3 separate regions of the Mus musculus genome follow, and regions 1 and 2 are each linked to region 3. Evidence: chromatin contacts called from public Hi-C data. All regions are on one chromosome and are shown on one strand. The core of a region is the stretch at or near the end of the contact, and the rest is flanking DNA. Distances in the headings are between cores, read along the strand shown.

What was found. Hi-C and Micro-C count contacts between places; a contact is called where the count stands out from the background.
Region 1: a Hi-C map of cerebral cortex shows a contact between it and region 3, with 2.2 times the contacts expected there. The contact joins the promoter of 1700036G14Rik here to the enhancer-like site in region 3. A contact is called at or near these places in 2 of 484 Hi-C or Micro-C datasets (cerebral cortex and nephron progenitors).
Region 2: a contact with region 3 is called in a Hi-C map of cortical neurons, with 1.6 times the contacts expected there. The contact joins two enhancer-like sites. A contact is called at or near these places in 3 of 484 Hi-C or Micro-C datasets (cortical neurons, embryonic stem cells and stem cell-derived neural stem cells).

What each region holds. Positions count from the first base shown.
Region 1 is chr3:85,315,550-85,319,324 of GRCm38.p6, forward strand. 1700036G14Rik (RIKEN cDNA 1700036G14 gene) reads left to right here and starts at 1,970. Exons shown (of 3, transcript NR_040542.1): 1 at 1,970-2,011.
Region 2 is chr3:85,297,926-85,301,524 of GRCm38.p6, forward strand. No RefSeq gene overlaps it. Among named protein-coding and RNA genes, the nearest start is that of 1700036G14Rik, 18 kb to the right of the region's middle. Within about 2 kb of position 2,171, at least 41 of the 459 cell types and tissues checked have an H3K27ac peak or open chromatin away from gene starts, as enhancers often do. A contact at or near this core is called in cortical neurons, where this site is marked.
Region 3 is chr3:85,109,331-85,113,129 of GRCm38.p6, forward strand. No RefSeq gene overlaps it. Among named protein-coding and RNA genes, the nearest start is that of Gm31096, 11 kb to the right of the region's middle. Within about 2 kb of position 1,596, at least 23 of the 459 cell types and tissues checked have an H3K27ac peak or open chromatin away from gene starts, as enhancers often do. A contact at or near this core is called in cerebral cortex and cortical neurons, where this site is marked.

The sequences.
Region 1 (3,775 bases), core at 720-3,219, 210 kb after region 3:
GCTTGAGAAAAGGACTCCCTCTCTCTCCTTTTAAATGAAGGCTTGGTGAAGAGGGCACACGGGCCAGGTCTGCAGGTGAGATTTGAAATGGATCTGGGTGGGGCCCTGTCCTCTCTTTGACTGGACCGTGAAGCCTGGAGGCTCCCTTCCACCTTTCTGTCTTCTAGGGAACTTGGAACACAGATACACAAGGGCAACTTTTAAAACATTATTTTTCTTTTAAAAATTCAGTTACGCAGGACGGGGGATGCAGCTCAATGACTGGGCACGCTTGTGCAGAATAAGTGAGACCATGGGTTCAATTTCCAGTAGCAAATAAAAGAAAAAATTTTTAAAGAAATGCATGTCTAAACCCTTCCATATATATATAAGATATATTTTACATATATCATTGCAAATCAACAGCATGGGAAAGTAGAACGTGAAAAAAAATGAAGAAAATGATGCCCCCCCTTCACCTTTTTGTTCCTCCATGCTTTTCTTTGGGCCATTATCATTTGGAGAGACCCATCTTGCTTATTTCAACTCAAGGGACAATCAGATAAACATCTGTAGAGAAAGGAGACAGAAACATGTCTTCCTGCCCTAGTCTTCTGCAACTTAGAATGAACTCAACATGTCTGGGCAACATCTTCAAGATCAGCTACAATCTGTGTAGCATCAGTGAAGAGCGAGTTTGTGGAGAGATGCTGGGAAGGGAACAAAGTCTGGAGGCCAGACATGACCTAAGAGGAAACAGGAACTGAATGTGAATTTCTTCTCATAGTTTTATGGTAGCTATCTCTTCCCTCCCACCTCCTATTAACAGAAGGATTGTAGACAAGCAAAGACAACATTTGATGGCCAATGTATGGATTCACCTTAAGTGTCCTGAATTTGTTCTGATCTTAAAACATTCAATTATCCTCTCACTCACTCAAAAACCATGCATATTTGTCTACTTGCTTCTCATGGTAAATGGGATTAGTGAGCAAATACCTCATCCTTCTGTCCATGTTCTTGGAACCATGTACCTTGAAACTCTGCATTGTATATGTGCTAAATGGAATCCCTGTATCTGAATGGAATGGGTCACACATCCTCCTCTGATGAATGGGGTATTAGTATATCACAGGTGATGTGTTTTATAAAGCCAAGGATATGTTTTATAGAGCTTGGTATGGTATGATAGGAGGGGGGTACCTCAGTGGGCCCATGCTAAGGCATCCCTCCCCCCTGAGGTACCAGCCATCCACAAGTGTAGTATAGAATAGAGTTTATTTGGGGGCATAGGGAGGGGAGTTGAGAAGGGAGTAGAGGTAGAGGCAAAGAAAGAGAACAGAGAGGGAGAGGGAGAAGAGGGAGGGGGAGGGGGAGAGGGAGAGGGAGAGATCAGCCAGGAACATGTAGAAAGAGAGGTGGAGGGGGAACAGGAAAGAGGGAGAAGGGGGTCCGATAGAGAAAAGGGCAGATAGAGAGAGATGGAGAAGCCAAACAGTCCTTTGTAAGGGTCCATGATTTTCTAAAGAATGATAGCCCAGACTCAAATAGTATGTAAATGAAATGAGTGTTTTATTTTGCTGAAGTCCAGTGTTCTGGGGTCTCCCATGACCAAGCTAGAGAAACACCCAAATGCACTTGCAGGCCTGATTTAAAGCACATTAGGGAATTCTGGGGTAGGTGACCTCTATGTTAATCTGTTGTGTCCATCTCTCCAGACATTCCATTTCTGTAGTGTGGGGGCTAGAAACTTGCTGGAGAGGTCTGGAGACTGTTGCTGAGGAAGTCTGGAAACTGCTGCTGACCCATTGTCCTTGCCTCAGGGCAGGTGACAGGGCAGCTTCTGAGGCCTGGACTTGCCTGAAATTGCCCAGTTCTTAGAAACAGACATTTAGGCCTAGTCTCCTGAACTGCCAATTTGAAGCCTGTCATGGAGTCAGCCTAGCCTTCTCACCCTTTTATAACAAGCCAGGACTACCTGACTGTTGCTAGGTAACTGTTGGGCGGAGCGTAGAAGGAATACCAACAACAGGTAAGCTGTCTTGTTTCCTCTGCCTTTCTGATACCACCATGAAAAGGATGGGCTCCAACTAGCCCTTAGTCCTAAGAAAAGCATGAGAAACCCATGAAGCAGGGCTTTCCCAGCTCCGTCGCCCAGCTGAAGAATAGGTGTCTGAACAGGCCTGAGCCAGCCTGAACCAGCCTGAGCTGGCCTGAACCAGCCCAGCAGCCAAGCTCCATCCACATCAGACCTAGGAAAGACAAACATTGGTGGTGGCTAGCTACCAGCGCTTTGCAGTTCCCATTTTGCTGCAGTTTGATAGTCATGACTGGTATAGACACCTTCAGTCTTCCAGGCACTTGATAGGATGCCAGAGAAGGCAGGAGGCTTTACCAGGCTCGCTTTCCATTAGAGCCCATTACAATTTACATACACACCTTGCCCACTTAGTCTTTTGTGTGGCCAGTTTTGAGATGAGGAGTCTGAGACATAAGAAGGCTAGCCAGCCCATATCTCGAGCTGGAACTCAAACCTGGGTCTTCTAACTCCAAGTGCTAGGTTTTCCCACCACCTCATAGGAACCTGCACCTGCTTTAGAAGTCAGCATCTCTGGCTGGAGTTGCAGATGGCTCTAAATCCGGTGGTGGGTATTTGAAAAGTGACCCAAAGGGTGCTGTTCTGTGAACTAGAGGACAAGGAGAAATAATTGTCGTTTTTTACCGCCCCAAAATGGTTCCCCCTTTGCAATCAAACCAATCTCTGTTTACAAGTATTTAGCATGGTTCTAGAAATTGCATTTTGAAATTATGCGAACAGAGAGAGAAAAGACAGCCCACACAGTGAGTGATTTCTCGTGGGTAATTGGCTGCTGGTTCTGGCTCCAATGATGCCGTCTTTTTAGAGTATAATTAGTGATTTCAAAGGAAACTGTTAGAGATGGCTGAAATCTCCAAAGAAAGGCTTTTGTAGCTCCTCCTATCAGGGCGCTTCTAAAATGCGTGCTGACAAAACACTTTTTGTTCTTTTCTAATGACCTTTCAAGCTACTTTCTAAAATCCTGGTTTCTAAGACTCAGAGAGATTGATCCTCTCCTTTATGCTCAAGGTCACTTCATGATCAAGATGGCTGCTTCAGACTGAGCCTTTACAACTGCGTTTAAACTTCAGGGGGAAGGAAGGGCTGGCTCCTCCCAGCTGAGTCAGTTATTTTTAGGGAAGACATACATGTCCAAAGTTCCATCACACAGCTCTTACTTACAACCCATTGACTGCAATGGCGACACCCAGGCATATCTGGCTGTGAGAGAGGCTGGGTCAATGGAGCTGAAAATTAGGGTTCTTTTGCTAAGGAGGAAGACAAGAATAGAGGTTGGGACAGAAAGCGAGTTTCAGTCATCAAATGTAACAGTAAAGAATCACAGCTTTGAGTGTGAGGTGAGGGTGATTAGAAATCCACAGTAAAGCAAAGGTGTTTGGCTAACTCTCAGACCTTGGCTAGAGAAGAATGTTGCCTTCTGACTCACTATGTTAAAGATGCTGCCCCTGATTTGGATGGAGCCGTGTAGAGTTCATCGCACTCTCTGCAGACAACGCGGATAGGAAATGTTGCACTGTTAATCAGGATCTGAGAGCTCTAGGAAGGCTGAGAGCCTGGGTAAAAGCTAGCAAGAGAAAACTTAACAGGAGGAATAATCAGCCTTGATCTTCAGACTAAGAAAAATAACGGCACTCTGGTTTTGTTTCCAGGAGATACCTAGAATAGTCAAGCCTAAAGCGGGTGAAATAGGATCCAGGT
Region 2 (3,599 bases), core at 921-3,420, 190 kb after region 3:
AGGAACATGTGGCTGGACTTTCTCACCTCCTATGTGAAGGCAGAAAAGGAAGGAGAGAGAGAGGGAGGGGGAAGGAGGGGGAAGGGGAGGGGGAGGGAGGGAGAGAGGGAGAGAGGGAGGGAGAGAGGGAGGGAGAGAGGGAAAGGGAGGAAGAGAGGGAGAGAGGGGGGATAGGGAGGGAGAGAGAAGAAAGAGGGACCATGCTATGAACCCCCAAGCCTCTGTGTTCCACTTCCTCCAGCTAGGCTGCACTTCCTGAATTTTCCACAATGTTCTGAAACAGCACCATCAGATGGGGACCAAGCATTGAAACACTTGAGCCTGTGGAGGACATTTTATATCCAAACTGTAACAGAGGTGATTCATATTTCCAAATGCCACATCACTTAGTAACCTCAATGCATTGTCGGGGACGTTTTTTTGGTCAGCACAGTAACAGCAGTTGCGTGCATGTGATGATTAGGGGTAAAAGCTGATTATAAAAAACTGAATGGACATGCAAGCAGCAGAAGTTTGGAAGGTAAGTGCTGGGAGGCTTAGCTGTAACCAGAGAGACAGTGGTATAAAATCCAAGTCTGTCCGCAGGCTAACAGGAGAGGAAAGAACCTTTTATAAAAAGCCCATGGAGGTGGAAATATAGCTCTGAAGTACAGTATTTGCCCTTCATACTTAAAGCTCTGAGTTCAATCCCCAGCACTGCCAAAAAGGGCAAAAAGTAGCTGTGTATGATAGCACATGTCTTTAATCCCAGCACTTGAGGCCAGCCTGGTCTACCTGTTGAGTTCCAGGCCTGCTAAGTCCACTTAATGAGACTTGTCTCAACTCACAAACAAACAAACAAACAAACAAACAAACAAATGAAGCAGGCAGAGGGGATGACAGCCTGAACGTGTCAGTTGGCATCGAGGGTTAAGAGGGTCACATCTCTGAGACTGAAAGCGAGGGTGGGCGTGAACAGGAGATGTTTGTAGGTGGAGATGGGAAGCCGAGAAAGCTGGACCTGGTGGCCTTGAAGTTAGAGTCAGGCACATCTGCTCAGGGGGGAGAGGTGGAAAGCAAGTCAGAGCCTTAGGGGAATGTCTGAGGATAGAAGGCTCTCTGAGGGCAGGTCAACAAGAGACAGACAGCACTAAAGACCTAGGTGAGGTCAGAGGCCATGAACCTATGGCAGCCCCGACTAAAGAACTCAGCCTTGATTATGCAGAAAGTACCAACGAAAATCTGACACCTGTGTACCTCATTGGGTTTTGCTTAGTGAGTGCTAGAGGAACTGAGGGGTCTGAGAAAACCTACCGGGACATTAACTCAGGAAAGCGTATGAAGGAAGAGAAACCTGGGAGAACCAGAGAATGTGAAGGGATCTGGGGCGATGAGAACCCCAAGACAGCTGAGCTAGCCAAGTGCGGACACTGTTGTGTGGTTCCCTAGGTGTGGAGTGATATGAAGGTATCATACATGGATCATCTCAGGACTCATTTCCCTTTAGGGGAACAGCTCAGAGGAGAGAGCAATGGTGACCAGAATGGGCCTACTTGTTCTGCTTTCAGTATTCCTGAGGCTGGATTCCAAGCGACCCCCAACCTTGCCTTGAAGACGGCTATGTTACTTTGCAAACCACTTGAGAAAAAGTGCAAAGCTGCTCTAAAGAGGTTTGTAGATCATACATCAGGGACTACAGAGATGATGGTCGCTGCTGTGAGAATAAGAGAGAGGTCATTGGTTTCCCCTCATATTTATCAGAATCCTGTGACTAATGTTGGGCCTTTGTTAAGATGGGAGCTCTCCTGGTTAGCATCTTGTTCCCATGAATAATGAAGCCAGCTTTGCAGGCAGAGGCTGTGGAGAGAAAGCAGCACACAGAGGGCTCCCCAAGAGTTTACAGCTGTCCTTCCCGAGCTGGCTGAGTGGCTGATCAATGGTAAGGAAGGCCTCAGTGGTCCAGATGCATCGTCCCACGCTGAGTGCCCAGAGACCAGAGTTCTGATATGCAAAGTAAGCCTGAGACTCCTGTCAAATCAACAAACAGGATGTTGGCTGTGCAGCAAACAGGCCTGCAAGCTGTTGGCAGCCAAACGTCGGGCCATCGCCGATGCCAGGTCCAGCCACACGGTGGGCACTGCCCCAAGAGCTCGGCGGCAATCTGTATTCCACTGCACACTCTTCGCCATACTGCTGACCCTCCAGCCAGGCCGGCAAGTGAGGCCCATGCCCAGGATGCAGGCACACTGCTGTGGCACTATACACAGGCCCCTTTGTTCAGAAATACCTCATGCATAAAAGGAAGCCGCATGTCTTGGGTTTTCTTTCCAGGCCTGGAAAGAAAGGCATCTTGATGATGATGTTTACCCCCTCAACAAGGGGGTGGTCTCGGAGGGTCTACTCCCCAGCACGGGGGTAGGCCCAGAGGGTCTACTTTCCAGCACAGGGGTGGGCTCAGAGGGGCTTGCTGAAAGCTACTTGGCTGCCACGTATTTTAAAAGAAGTTTGAAGGGGCTTGGCAGGAAGTGTGGGGAAACCTCACTTGGGTATCTTAAAGGCCTGTGTGAGGCTGGCCAGAGACGCTGGCAGCTCTGCTCGTTAGACAGATTGAGAAAGTGCCATAGAGAAGGCCCTGTTGGTCCTGAGGCTTCTTTTCAGTAACAGAGAGCCTCTTGCTGTAGGTATAGAAAGAGCTGAAGAGTGGGCCAGATTCAATGTGAAGTCCAGGACCCATTGAGAAATTGTCACTTTCATCTTTGGTGGCTGTGCCAATGCCACTGGCCCTGAAATGGCCTTCCATCAGCTGAAGAACACTCATGTCCAATTTAGGGCCTTCTCTCAGACTCCAGCTGTACATCTGAAGACTGAGACACTGTATTGGGCTGGTCAACCGAAAGATGTGTCCTGAGGTTGATAATCTTCCAGGCCTCATAGCCCAAACCAATGGACTGAATCCCAACCAAATAAGAGAGTTAGTTAGTTAGTTAGTTAGTTAGTTAGTTAGTTAGTTAACTTTCTTCTAAAGTAATTAGTTCCATGTTTGTTAAGTGCAGGAAGAAATGGAACAGAAAGCTATCCTGTGCTCTGAAGGTTTGCTTCATGACCAAACAAGCATGCTGTTTGGTGCTTCGCAACTTTCCAGAGGGTTAGGGTCAGGGTCAGGGCCAGGGTTAGGGTCAGGGTCAGGGCCAGGGTCAGGGTCAGGGTCAGAGTTAAAGAGTTCTCTTGTGCTCCTGCTCTGGGGTCCTTTCCTACTCCTGGGCCAGAGAGAAGTTAGAGTCCTTGTCAGGGAGGTGGTAGGCCAAAAGGTTCATGGCAAAAAGCTGCGGGCTCTCCCACCAACTCCTGGGTCATTGCTTTCTCCTCTGTTATGAGTTGTTCCCCTAAAGAGAAATGAGTTCTGAGATGATCCAGGTATGATACCTTCACATCATTCTACACTCAGGGAACCACACAGCAGGGTCCTAGCTGAGAGATCACTAGGTTAGTCAATTGCATGAGTAAGTTGTGGTGTGTATATACTTATGTATGTAGGCGTGCTCACTCCTGCGGGCCAAAAGCCAGAGGAAGACATCTGGAGTCCTGCTCTCTAGTCTACCTCAGTCCTTGAAGCAAGATCT
Region 3 (3,799 bases), core at 346-2,845:
ACTGTAGGCACAATAGAGTTGTATGGCTCTCCACCAGGCAGCCCACTGGGAAAGGAAGTCCTGCAGTGAAGCAGTCCTTGGAATGAAACCGGTGCCTTGGGCTGGGGATAGAGCTTGGTTGATTCAGTGATTACCTGCCAGGTGCAAGGTCCTGGGTTCAGTCTCAAGTACCATAGACAACAAGAAGTGCTGTTGCCTCCAGCTAAGTGTCTCCTCAGCATTCTAAAGCCAATGCAAATAAATACACAGCATTCACATATTCCTTCCTTCCCATAACAGCCTCAGAGGTGACATGATAACCCCCGATATTCAGGAGCTCACAAATACACAAACAATCAAACTGCAGGATGGTACCATTAACCATCATAGAGATAGATACAGAAAGCAGAGGTTTTGGGCAGAACTATGAAAGCATTTAAGGAATTTATAGAATCCAAGACAACATTTATAAGTCCTAAGTCATAGAAGGCAGCAGAGATGATATTTAACGTCAGTATGTATGTGGCATTGAAGACCATGGATTGATGACCTCCACAGGACACAGCGGGTCAAGACCTGGGTCAAGGGGGTACCCATGTTCCAGTCCCATGTTCCAGTCCCATGTTCCAGCCATTGTTTTGTCTTCATGCAAACACTGCATTAGTCCTAAACATCTTAATGTCCTCATCTACAAAATGGAAATTCATAATATAATTTATCATAGATCATACTGGAAAGTGGTGTTGGGGGACTAAGTGAGATGATACCCCTTATGTATGCTATGTGCCTAGGTGATTGCTTGGCACAGAAGCCAGCACTCAATAAGAGTTAACAAAGATTTAATAGCAATAATTTACTATACACAAAAGATTCTTCTACACAGGCAAAACAGAGTTCCTAAGTAGCTGTGTGGTTTTTCTGGCTGTGGTCGGTTTGCTACTCAACGCTTTGGTTGTGTACTGCTGTCCCAACACAAAAAGGAATGGAAAATCACAACTGTGGGCTTCATATTTGTTTCAAATGATGTAAGCCAGCGATAAAGGAAGGCAACTATCAGGAAGTCTGGAGAGAACCCAGGGCTACTATGTGCTCCAGGGAGGAGCCATCACCCCCTGTCAGTACAAAGCTCTTTAAAGGGATGAGAGACTGGGAGGGAATTTGCAAAGGGTTTAAAGAAGCTGTGATGGACTTAATGAGCGCAGTTTACAAAGACCTCTGCAGAAAATCCGAGAAAAAGCATGAGACCAGGAATGGTTACAAGAGAAGTGTCAGGAGGATGAAAGTATAAAAGAAGCTGAGCGTGCAAAACACAAAAAAGATAGTAGAACAGGTCTTAGGCAAGATTAGGGGAGGGAGAGGCCAACCGGGGCTTGAGTGGATGGCAAATGGGTAGACTCTTTATATGGAGAAGTCAGAGTCCTGTGGTAAGTACTTTTGTCTGTTTGCTCCAACAAGAATCACGGTGGAATGGAACAGCATTTAGGAATACGGGCATTGGTAAATGACAATGGGCCAGGGAGTCTTTAAGGGGCATCATGGGTGAGCTCACAGTTGGGTGCAGAGTGCGGCAGTGAATGAATTATGTACCCAGGCAACTTGCAAATGAGATTCTGCAGTCATTACTGGTTGAAATTGGAAGAATCTCAGAGAGTGGAAGAGGAGCTGAAAAAGAAACGCTGGTGAGCACAGTTGCTTATTTTTAGAAACAGAGAGGCAGTTGAGCTCACAGATTTTGCTCTTAGAATCACAGGCAGGGAAGCTGGTTGTCCACCTGGGGTAGGAATTGGTTATTGCTGCCTGAACTATCACTGCCTGACCCTACTTGCCCTTGGGTGTTGGAAGTGAGGTGGCACGGAGTCAACAACACAGACTATGGTAGCAAGTGAGAAACACCGCAAGCTCCTTTAATACCTTCCACTCTTGCCCCATTGGTCCCAAGAAAACATCTCTTCTAAACAGCAGTTGCCGATTGGCCAGCATTGTCTGCTCCAGCAATTCTTGGTCTCTCAGGCAGTCCTCAATTAGGTCCTCCTGCAGGAGGTGCTTTTGCAGCTGTGCTGGGCCCTGGTATTTACATAGAGGTGGTCTTGCTGGTCCTGCTACAGGTTATGGTTTGGATAATTGATGAGCTCCCTGGACAACAGGACAGGCTGTAAGGCAAACCACCATGGGTGGGTCCCAGTTTCTTCTTTTACTCCTTTGATCTCCTTTGGCCTAGGGTCCCCAGAGGTCAACTGAACTGTATGTCTAGATTTCATGAAGTCTCTCATGATGCTGTTGCTGAGGGAAAGAATGATTTAAAACAAACAAACAAACAAACAAACAAAAAAACAAAAAAAACCAGAGGGTGGAAAGAGCCTGTGAGGAGTCATAATCGGCAATCTCCAGCGGGAAGAGCATTTCTAACGGTTTCTACCTCTTTCCTCATTGTCTTGACCAAACATTTTTTATATTATTGTTTTTATTCTAATATTTATTACAAATCCACTGTGTGTCAGGATACATGTTTAAACAACTTTCTCACCTGCATGACTAGACGAAGTCTGATGCTGGCATTTTAGCTTCAGAATACCTGTGTCCCAAGCCACCGCTGTTTACTTACATTGATGGGCTCACTGCAGAAAGAGGGCAGATGGGGAAGACATGGGCTGAGGTCAGGAGGAGCCAGCATGGTTTTTCCAGGGGCACAACTGAAACAGGAAGCAATTTTACTGAGCAAACTGAAGCTCCTGGAGTAAGGTTAACCACAGGACCCCAGGCCCATACAGGATAGGAGGAATGGAAGAGCTTGGCTGTTTGAGTAAGCAAGACCCGGGTGGCAGGAAGCTTAATCTGAGACAATAGCATCGTGAGACAGGCAGAAGCCAAAATAGGAGGAGACAACGCAGTTCCTTAGCTTTTAGTTGGTCTGAAGATATTAGCTAGGGATTTGGACTCATTAGCATAATTTGATGGATTAGCAAGAGGAGTTAGAATTCCTCATCCCATTTTTTTTTGTCTGTCGTATTTTCAGGAACACATTAAGACTCAACCATGGTGGGAGAAAGTCATCAGCAGAGGATGCTGGGAACCATGACTTCCTGGAGGCAGCTCTTCCACAGGAGCGGAGCCAGTGTTCTCAGCGAAAACAGCCAGGACCTACCACCATTCAGGAAACAAATATATGACCCTGCACTCAGCTAGGAAGGGCGAACTTCAGAGGTCCCTGGAGCGCTCTTCCCACACTGGAAAGACAGGAACTGGAAAGGCATTTCCACGAGCGTGCCTTTCAGACTTGACTGTTGCCTACAGCCAGAATTACATGTTGCAGCTCCACCCAGACTGTACATAAGCACACATAGGCTACTGAAACAAGCATTCCAGAAAAATCACTTCCCCTTGTTGGGTTGAAGTGGCTTTGGTTTGGTCTATTCTGTTCTATTCTAGTCTATTCTGTCTAGTTCTGGTCTTTATCAAAGCTATTTAAAAGTGCTTGCCCAGATCATTCATGAAATGATTTCCTGGCTCATTAATGGGTTGTAACTCATAGTTTAAAACACGCTGGAGCTGGGCAGGCAGGTGTGGAGCTATGTCATGCTAGCCATTGCTCCAGATCAGTAGCTCTCAACCTTCCTATGCTGTGACCCTTTTAACACAGTTCCTCATGTTGTAGTGACCCCAACTATAAAATTAATTGGTTGATACTTCATAACTGCAATTTTGCTACTGTTACTGTTACGAATCGCAATGTAAATATCTTATATTTGAGTTATCTGATATGCCAACAGGGTCACAACACACAGGCTGAGAACTCAACACGTGTTTTCTGAGTGTCAGCTTT